Linked DNA regions of Cricetulus griseus: region 1 is linked to region 2. A link is a contact called in public Hi-C data. All regions are on one chromosome and are shown on one strand. The core of a region is the stretch at or near the end of the contact, and the rest is flanking DNA. Distances in the headings are between cores, read along the strand shown. Region 1 overlaps Actn1 (alpha-actinin-1). Region 2 holds the start of Actn1 (alpha-actinin-1).

Evidence for each region. A called contact is a pair of places that touch in the nucleus more often than the background predicts.
Region 1: a Hi-C map of the CHO-K1 cell line shows a contact between it and region 2, with 3 times the contacts expected there. The contact joins the enhancer-like site here to the promoter of Actn1 in region 2. A contact is called at or near these places in 5 of 8 Hi-C or Micro-C datasets (the CHK-Q cell line, the CHL-YN cell line, the CHO-K1 cell line and 1 more).

The regions. Positions count from the first base shown.
Region 1 is chr5:123,432,620-123,437,516 of CriGri-PICRH-1.0, forward strand. It overlaps Actn1 (alpha-actinin-1), which reads left to right. Exons shown (of 22, transcript XM_027418397.2): 4 at 4,717-4,803. Among named protein-coding and RNA genes, the nearest start is that of Actn1, 61 kb to the left of the region's middle. Within about 2 kb of position 2,127, at least 3 of the 6 cell types and tissues checked have open chromatin away from gene starts, as enhancers often do. A contact at or near this core is called in the CHO-K1 cell line and fibroblasts, where this site is marked.
Region 2 is chr5:123,370,361-123,375,395 of CriGri-PICRH-1.0, forward strand. Actn1 (alpha-actinin-1) reads left to right here and starts at 3,545. Exons shown (of 22, transcript XM_027418397.2): 1 at 3,545-3,944. The coding sequence starts at 3,840.

The sequences.
Region 1 (4,897 bases), core at 877-3,376, 61 kb after region 2:
GGATTGAAAGACACCATCAAGACACAGCAATGGCTGTGTGTGTGTGTGAGGACTCATTTGTCCTGAGGAAAGCCAGGCTGAAGAATGCTTTAACCTGTGACCCCACAGGGCAGAGTATCTCTAATGCTCACCCCCACTGTAGAAAAACATGCTAACAGGTGACCATGCCGCTTGCTCTGGTCCCATCTTCTGTGAGTGACCAATCTAGAACCCAAGTCTATAGGTGGACTTTTCTTTCCCATCTGCCAATTCCCAAATAACCAACACTCAACATTAATTATAAATGCTCAGCTGATAGCTCAAGCTTATTACTAACTAGCTCTTACAACTTAAATTAACCCATATTTCTTATGAGCTCTACCCCGTGGCTCATGGCTTGTCACCTCATTCCATACACACCCTGCTTCCTCTGTGTCTGGCTGTGACTCCACTGACTCCGCCCTTCTTCCTTCCATCATTCTCATTTTGGCTCTCCCACCTAACCTTATCCTGTTCATCTATTGGCCAGTCAGTTTCTTTATTAGCCAATGAGAGTAATACATATTTACAGTGTACAAAGATTGTTCAAAGCACAGACCCAGTTCTGGGATATTGCTCCCTCTAAATCTGTGAGATCCAATCCTCTGTGGGTAACGAGAAAAGTCGTTTTTTCCTCTAGACACACAAGGGTTTTCTGCGCATCCATCAGCTTTAACAGGGGAAACAAACTGCAGGGTGTCTGGTTGACAAAGGTTTTGGTAAACACTGAACACAAAACCATCTGTCTGCCCATCATCATCTGGTGCCTCTTTGGGTGTCAGCAGTGAAGTTCAGTAGTAGTTGCAAAAATCATGTGGCCAGCGAAGCCAAAACTATTCCTTGGCAGGTCCTGTATTGAGAGCATCAGCTGACCCTTGTCTTACCTATGCGGTTGGTGCTCAAGGTGGTGGCCACACCTCTGGATCCTGGCAACCCTGCAGCTTTGACCGTCTCAAGAGCAGAGGCTATGTTCTCTTAGACCTGTGGCCACAGCTTCTAGCTGCTGATGCTGGGTGTATGTTCAAAGCACATGTGTGTGGCAGGTACTCACTTTGTGGCTGGAAAAGCATTTTTCTGCCTCTTAATAAAAAGAAAAGAACATCTTGTTCTACTAGGGAAGGCTGAAGCCTGGCAGAGTTTTCTCAGGCAGGGGAAGCCAAGAAAAGTGCCACTCAATGGTCTGGCACCAGTTCAGGTCCCCACTAAGGTAAGGGAGGAGAGATTGTGGGAAATGGGCTTGGGTGAGGACTGTAGTGAATTGGAAAGAGCTTTTCCTTCAAAGAAGGCTGGGCTCACATAGATCCGATCAGCTGTTGCTGAGTGGGAATGCAGGGCCATTATGGCAGGTCTAGAAAAAGAGAAGTCAGCAAAAGCAGAATTTAAGAAAGGAAAATTTGGCAAAGGCTAAGCAAAAAGGAAGGGAGAGAGGTGGCAGATGCTTGAGTATGTCTTGAGCTAGCCTGACCCTGACTCAACAGGAAGCATCCCAGGGTTACCTCCTCAGGATAGGCTGGTGACACAGGTTTGACAGGCTGTCTTTTAGGGTGAGGGGTGCCAGGTTCAGAAAAATTGCCAGAGGTAGATTGCAGGTTGCTTTGAAACAGAGGGCACCTGTTCAGGCTCCATGGCTGAGGTCTAACCCTCATCTGTCCTGACGGGCTCCACTGTGTCCCCTGGGGTCCAGGACTGAGAATAATTAATGGGGCTGAGGCAGTGAGGGGCTCCTTAGCTGAGCGCACCCCACTGTCCCTGTCCCTCCTGACCCGAGCACACCCCACAGTCTCTCCTGATCTTAACACTCCATTGCCCCTCCTTTTCTCTGGTGTTAGTTTTGCCTCTTCGATGTGACTTAGAATTCACCGAGTTCTGAGGAAGGGGGAGAGGACCCCAAAAACAATTGTCCCACTCGTGCTTGAAAGGTCCCGGGGGGAGGGAGGGTGCGTCATGGAGTCAGGCAGAGGGGAGGAACACCCCCGTTCCAGGAAAGCTGAACTTGAGTGTCACCGCTTTTATAAACTAAAAAAAAAATTTCCCCTCAGAGTCAGAATGCTGCCCATAAAATTTCATTGTAAGGATTTCTTTCCCCTGAGTCATTAAAGCCTCAGGAATGCAGTGTGGATGGGTCTGTTAATATCTGCTTGAGCAAGGTTGAGCTGTTACCTGGGCCTGCCTTGGGAGTGGCTAAGCACTGATAGTTTCTCCAGGGCTAATGACAGGCCTGTGTGCCTCTGCCCGCCTCTTACACTATTATCAACCTCTCCCTCTCTCCCTCCCTCCTTCCCTTTCTCCTTCCCTCCCTCCCTTCCTCCTTCTTTTCCTTCCTCCTTCCCTCTCTCCCTCCCTCATTCATTCACTCACTCACTCACTCACTCACTCACTCACTCACTCATGGAGGCCTTACTCAGTGCTAGGCCTGTACTGGGCTCTGAGCAGTGATGCAAGACTGTAAAGTCTGATCCTTGTCCATCCAGAAGACAACCAGAAGTACCTATGATATCATGTAGAGAGTAGTGAAGCATCAGTGGGTGGTCAAGGAAGGCTACAGTGAGATGGCCTGCGGGGAGGGGAGGGACAAGCCCAGTGGATATCCCGGGAGAGGGAACAATGAGGATGCCAGAAAGGGTGCAAGGAAGGGCCCAGGAGGCTCAACCAGCCTGAGAGGGCCTTGTGGGCCCCTGGACTCTGGGTGGGGTGGAAAGCCATGGCTTTGAGCAGAAGGGCGGTGGGGCTCTGGGGACTTAAGTCACTCTTTGTCCTTTGAACATAGCTTCCATGATAAATAACTGAACTACAGGGTATTTAGACAGAAACCTTACTCTGCACTGCAGGTCTGGCTGGGGACAGAGATAGGATTTCATTGCCAGAATTGAACAGCTTTGAGATGCTTGCTCCCCATAGCCAGCTTCTTCAGACAGGTTTTTTTTTTTTTTTCTTCCCTTTTTAAAGCCAGTTTATGCTTCTGGTTGCAGTGTAATAATAATGTGTGTGTTTAAATTTGTTTTTAAAGTTTATTAATTTAACATCTGGGAAAATGATACCTAATTTCCTGTTTTGTATTTGTCCATGTCTCTCGCCGGTTTACCTGTGAGAGCTGGGAGTCTGTGCCTATCAATTTGAACTTTTTCAGCGTTAGGGTTGTTAGGATACTGGAGATTATAGATGAAAATACATCTTTAAAAAGATAATCCATTATGAGGTGGGGCTTGTAACCACACACACCTGTAACCCCAGCCAGCATTTGGGAGGTGGATGCAGGAGGATCCACCCGGTCAGCCTGAGTACATGACTCTCACCCATCCCAGCTTTCTCATCCTGATTTTAATGCCTCCCCCGCAGCATTTTCTGCAAACTTCTGGATGAACGTGCTGATCAGGTGCTATCTTTGACTCTCAGCAAGAAGAATTACATTGTGTCTCATGTCCCAAGTGAACACTGGTGTTCCTTTGCCCGGCACACCAATGCAGACCCAGTGCAGTAGTATTGCAGAGGGGAGTAATTGCCTTGGGTACCTTGCTCTTCCCTGAGGGCACCTTGCTGTGGGCCAGTTCACTGTCTGCACACTGGTGAGGATTGAGGAGCTGGAGTTGAACCTCACCTTTCAGCCCACAGAAGACCAAGAGAGCTCCATACTTAGGCTGGTTTACGTCTATTTACTTGTTTACACGTGTATTTTATCTATTCCTCGGGGATACGAGTCCTCAAGGGAAGTTGCTTTTCTCTGTCCTCCCCAGTAATTAATTAATAACCAACCAACCAATCATCACCAGAGCCTGATAAAGAAGAATGGACTTTTGCTTGCTTTTATTTTGTATGCGCTCGCCTACATGTATATCTGTGCGTCGTGTGCTGTGGAGGCCAGAAAAAGGTGTTGGATCCGCTGGAACTAGAATTACAGGTGGTTGTGAACTGCCGCTTGTGGGTGCTGGGAATCAAGCCCAGTTCCTCTAGAGCAGCAGCCACAGCTCTAACTCCTGAGCCATCTCTCCAGCCCCTGATTTATATTTTTATTTCTCTGTTTCTAGACTTGGGGTGTGTGTGTGTGTGTGTGTGTGTGTGTGTGTGTGTGTGTGTGTGTGTAATCAAGAAAGAGAGAGAAAAAGGGAAGGGAACTATAATAGAATTATAGCATATAAGGTCTGAAAAATGTGAGGACTAAATATAGCAGATTATCTGAGCTGTCGTCTTGAATGGGTTTTAAAAACAAAATCTATTTTAATACTCAGGGCATTTTGAGGTTGACCAGTCAGAGGGCTGGTTAACCTGGCAGCTCTTAAAATGGATGTGTGTGACTTTCTCTTGTTCACCCTGGCTCTCTGTGTGAGTGGCTATTTTAAGAGCTGTGATTGGCCACAGACCCCCCAGGTCATCCATTCGTCCCCCACTTAGGACCTCTGTGAGAGCTTAGAAATCTGTCCCATTCTGTCTGTCAGACTGGGTGACTCTGGTTTGGGTAGAGCATCCTTTTCTGGTGAACCCACCCTTCGTGCCCAGAACAGCTTCTCTTCTGGATCTGTCCTGGCCTACTCCACTAACTCACAAACTTGTTATGTGGAGCTGGGCGTGGCCTAGACATGGTGAACTCTGTTCAAGGTGTGTGGGTTTATTCTCCAGCACAAACAGGAGGTGTCTTAGCAATGCTGAGGATTCGTGTCTATCCTGCTGTGACCCACCTAACATGTCCTGACACTGTTTCTATAGAGATTGTGGACGGGAATGTGAAGATGACCCTGGGCATGATCTGGACCATCATCCTTCGCTTTGCCATCCAGGACATCTCCGTGGAAGGTGGGTTTTTGCTGTGTTCAGTTCCTTCTTGAACTTTCACCTCTCCCCTTGACTGCCCCACCTAGTCTTCCTCTCTAGGCTTACCTGGGGCAGT
Region 2 (5,035 bases), core at 2,295-4,794:
CTCAAAACGAGAAGATAACACACCTAAGTCAGGAATGGTGGTGAATGCCTTTATTCTCAGCTCTTGGAGACAGAAGCAGGCTGATCCCTTTGAGTTCAAGGCCAGCCTTTAAAAAAAAGATGGTAAGAATGGCTTGGGAATGTGAACTGGACTGGGTTATGGGAATGCCTTGTATCTTCACTTAGCAGCCAAGGATGTAGATGTTTGGATGGATATACTTGACTAATGTACTTTATAATGAGTTATGCTATGATTTAAAGGTGGATGTTACAAACATCCAGACCGGGGGGTGGGGTGGGGGTGGGGGGTGGGGTGTGGGCAGAGAGCTTGGAGCTTCCCCATACCATGGAAGTACAGGGGGGATAGGTTTTCAAGGTGAGGAAAATGGGTCACATCAGATACCTGAGAAGCCTGGGCACAAGGCCTAAAATAATGGTCTGTGGCTCTCACAGCTGAAAATTCCCTTGTCTGCCCTTTCAGTGGCGTGGTCATAACTGTGAGTTTAAGAGGCACTCAGTGGTGAATAAATTAAGATCATAAACAGAAGAAAGAAGCAGTGGCAATGGAGCGAGGGAGGGGCGGTAGTCAAAGGAAGATTTCTTTAAAATAGAAACTTGAGTTACTTGTAGTCTGAAAGATGGATCCAATTTGGAGGAGAGGGCTGAAGATGTAAGGGAGAGAAAGATTGAGGGGTGGCAGGAAGTTCTAGGGGCAGGAACATGGAAGTCCAAAGACACCAGCTTAAGAATGGGTTATAGCCAGGCTGTGGTGATACACTTGGGAGGCAGAGGCAGAGGCAGGTGGATCTCTGTGAGTTCAAGCCAAGCCTTATCTACAAAATGAGTTCCAGGACAGCCTGGAACTACATAGAGAAACCCTGTCTTGAAAAACAACAAACAACCCCCCACAAAAAACCCAAAAAACAACATCAAAAAAAAAAAACTAGAGTTGAAAGTCACTAGATTACAGGAATGCCTCTAGGTATCACATTTGAGTTGGAGGAATTTCCACCTCTCTCTGGGCTTTGGTCTATTTTCTGTTAGGTGGAACTGAAATATTTATTCCAGGTAAACCTCATGGTCTGTTCCATTGTCCCGAAACACTCTCTCCTCTTGATAGCCAAACTCCCTTTTGTCCCCAAGTATTGCATCTATCCTCATCTTTCCTGTTACACTCTAGATTTCTGCACCTGGTCTTGCAGCGTGCAGCCAGCTGTTTGTTTCCCTCTGACTTCACTTCACAGGGTACACTGGGGGCTCCTCTCCAGCCTCATTCCCCTAATAGCTCCAGTCTAGCCACCTTGAGATGGTAGACATCCAGCCGTATGCCATGGAGTCTCCTGTGCCCTTTGTGCTGACTACCCCGTCCCTCTCCCTGGAATAATATCCCACACTCATCTGAGTCTTATTCCCTAGAGCTTAGGCAATTTCTACCTGGACCCTTCTTCCCCATGCAGCTCAGGGCTCCCCAGGGTTCTGCAGAACGGCACCAGACAGACCCCTGCTTCTGTCTCATTCAGTCACATCTTTGCTTCCAAGTTTGTCTCTGACAGGCTGTGTGGGGAAGGGATTGTGGATTTTTTTCATCTTTATTATATACATGATGTCTAGCATGTTCCCCGACACACAGAAGGTATTCAGAAAAAAAAATTTATTGAGTGAATGAACAGATATGGCATCATCATTGCCTTCTATGTTAGGTTTAGAATCATAGTTTAGAAAGGCTTATGAAATAGTTCATAAATCTCCTGTTGTTTCCTTAGAGAGGACAGGCACAGTGCTGATGGTTAACACTGGCATGAACGTGTGGCTGACTAATGACTCGAGGACTAACACTGCTGATATCTGCTTCTACTGGCATCACAGTGTCCTCTGCCTACCACAGGCAGGCTTTTTACCCCACTCCCACTCTGACCGTTGTGGGCTTTTAAGTATTCTATTCAGAACTCTTCCTGTCAGTAAACATCACTGTGTAACATGATAGACTATTCTGGCTTCAAGATTAACAACCAGTCGTCCTACAAATACAACTTGGCCTCCATTTTTACAAGTTAGAATCTTGGATTGAACCACAGATTAAAAGTCTCCCAAGGGTGTGTGTGGGGGAGCTGACTGTGTAGACTTCTTTTTCCTGTCAGGATTTCCTCAACAGTATGAGTAGTCACATGTCATTTCTATCCCGGAATGATTTAAAATGTACAGTGAGTGTATGTAGGTTACATATCCATCTTGTGCCATTATATACATGTGATTTAAGCATTTGCAGATTTTTGGTATCTGCAGTGGTCCTGGAATCAGTTCCCCTGAATATTAAGGGACGACTGTATAAATAAAGCCCTAGATGCAAGAAGGGCGTATCTCTTGTCCACATCAGAGCGCACAACCAAACAGCAGGCTTACTGGCTACTGCTTTTCATACTCAGCATCCATCCCTCAGGAGACCACCAGGAAGCCGGCAGCCTCTTCCCAGGATGCAACGCTACTGGACCAAGAAATTTCCACCCCCTTTGCTGAGCCCAGAGAGCAGCAGCAGGCACCAAGTAGTTTAGTTGTTTCTTGCACTATTTCTTCCTCCTCCAAGGACAGTAAGGTTTTGTCAGGCACAAGGGTAGATACAGAATTGACCTGTAGAGTCCATGATATGCTAAGTCTCTCGCCCAGCTCAGCTCTTGAATCTCAGTTTTCACATACGTCAGGTGTATGTATTTGGAAGGATTCGTGGTATAGGTAGGTCATTCCAGGGCCCTTCCTAGTTTTCAGGAAAGTGTAGGAAAGCTGGAGAAGAAGATAGCTTCAGTTGTGTCAGTCCACCTGGGCATACCTACAGAGAGCCTGGGAAGCTAGGCAGCGCGGCTGCCACTCATGAAGCCCGCAGCGGGCCAGTGCCCCGAGCCCTAGAGAAGTACCCAAAGGTTCCTTGACGAGGTGGGGACGCTCAGTGGCCTGAGAACCGTGTGCTGGTCACAAACCTAGCTCCAGACAGGGATCAGTTTGGTCCTAAGGGGCGGGCGGGCGGGCGGGCGCGGTGGTGGAATCAGGAAATTCCTTTTTACTGTAGGCCCTCCCCTCCTCTTTCCAGGGTACGGACTTGTCCCGGCCCAGGTTCCCCCAGAAAGAGAAAACGAAATATTCCTCGGGTTTTCCCTTGCAGGACCGGGGTTTGGAGCTCGCTTGGGACCACAGGAACACCGGTGCGCCCAAGTTCCAGGCCTTCCCGCCGGCAGGGAACTGGGCCAATCCTCGACGACTCGCGCGGCTGCTGAACGCAGTGCTATTTGGTCCCCGAGCTCCGGGAGGCGTCCCCAGGCTCCACTCCCGTTCAGCTTAAGGTGGTGTCACATGAGCTGCGGGGGAGTGGGAACCCAGAGAGTGGGCGGTGGCGTGCGTGCCCAGAGGGGGCCGCCCAGTCCACCTATATGCACAGGGACCCGCCTGACGGATGCCAGGAATTCCCAATGAGAGGCGCTGGGGGGAAGTTTGGGCAACTCGGCCTGGCCAATGGAGAACCTCGGGAGGGCTCTGCCCCTTCTCCCCGCCCCCGCCCGCCTCGGCTCCGGCAGCGCGAGTGTTCACTGAGCACAGTGTGCGTGGAGATTAGGTCGGAGCGCGCGCCCCAGGAAGGCAGTCCGCGAGCTCCAGCCGCCGCCACCATCAGCAGCAGCCTCCGCTAGCAGAGCCGCGGCGGAAGCGGGCGCAGGGGAGCGATCGCGCCCGGCCCCGCCAGCCCAGCCTAGCCCAACCCTGCTGACTCCCTTCCCACACCCGGGCAGCAGCTGCCGTCGCCTGGAGAGAAGGTGGAGGAAAAAAAAAAAATCCAGCCCCTAGCACGCGCGCACCATCATGGACCATTATGATTCCCAGCAGACCAACGACTACATGCAGCCCGAAGAGGACTGGGACCGGGACCTGCTCCTGGATCCGGCCTGGGAGAAGCAGCAGAGGAAGGTTAGCAGCTACCCCCACCCGCCGCATCCCCGAGTCCCAAATCCGCTCTGCCCGCCGCACTCCTGGGCTCCCGACTGGAAACCAGTTCCCGGCGCGCAAGAGCGGAGGCGGGGACAGCGCGGCCACTGCGAGCTGGGGTATTGGGTTACAGGCACCGGGCGGAAGAGGGGAGCAACCCTGCCCTGTAGCCCGCGAACCGCGAGCCCCTGCGCGGGGAGGTGGCCCCGCCGGCGGGCAGGTCGCCTCGGGGCGGGTGGTCCAGGCCACCCCGCTGCTGCCGAAACCATGCCGGCGTGGGCAGGGCGTGGGGGCGGTGCTCAAGAGGCTGGGGCTGAGACTTGGGCTCCATGGCTGCTTACTCGGGATCGATTTTCCCCTTCCTTCCCTTCTTCCTGGCGCCTCCATATGGCGTGCGGTGGCAGCGCTCTTCCTGGGCCGCCCCTGGGGCTCTGTACAGTAGGGGCAAGGTGCCCGGCACTCTGCGTCCCTAGCCGGGTCGGCAGGCATCGGAGCGGGTGCCGGAGGGTTTGGCGGCCGCTTCGGTATCTACCTGGAAGTGGACGTGCTGGAGTGCGGCTGGGGCCGAGAAAATCGGGGGCTGTTCGCGGGCTCCCGGGGCCCTGTGGGGGCGGGGTCAGGACGGTGAACCGTTTTATTGCTTAACTCAGTGAGCTGGTATCTGCAAGCCTTGCATCTGTGTTCTGCTCCACCGGCTCGCTCTTTTCCTGGTGAAACGCGAGTTTGGGTAGCTTGGCTGTAGTTGAAGGGCTCAGGGGTCAGGGACCGTCCCAGGAGATATTTGGGATCGTCCTTTGAGGATCCCTGCTTAGCCACTCGCTGTATCCTAAAAGCCATCAGCGAGGTCCAGGTTTGCTGCCCCGTCTGGGCTGGGGAATTGGTGATGGGTTCTGGCTAGTGGCAGGAAGAGGTCAGAAACCACTCGCGTGTGTGTGTGTGTGTGTGTGTGTGTGTGTGTGTGTGTGTGTGTGTGTGTGTGTGTGTGTGCATTAACCCTGCCGCGGCTTCCTGCCTGCAAAGCGAGCCTTTTCCCTAGGCAGCCACGTACCCCGAACCCCCCCATTCCTGTCCAA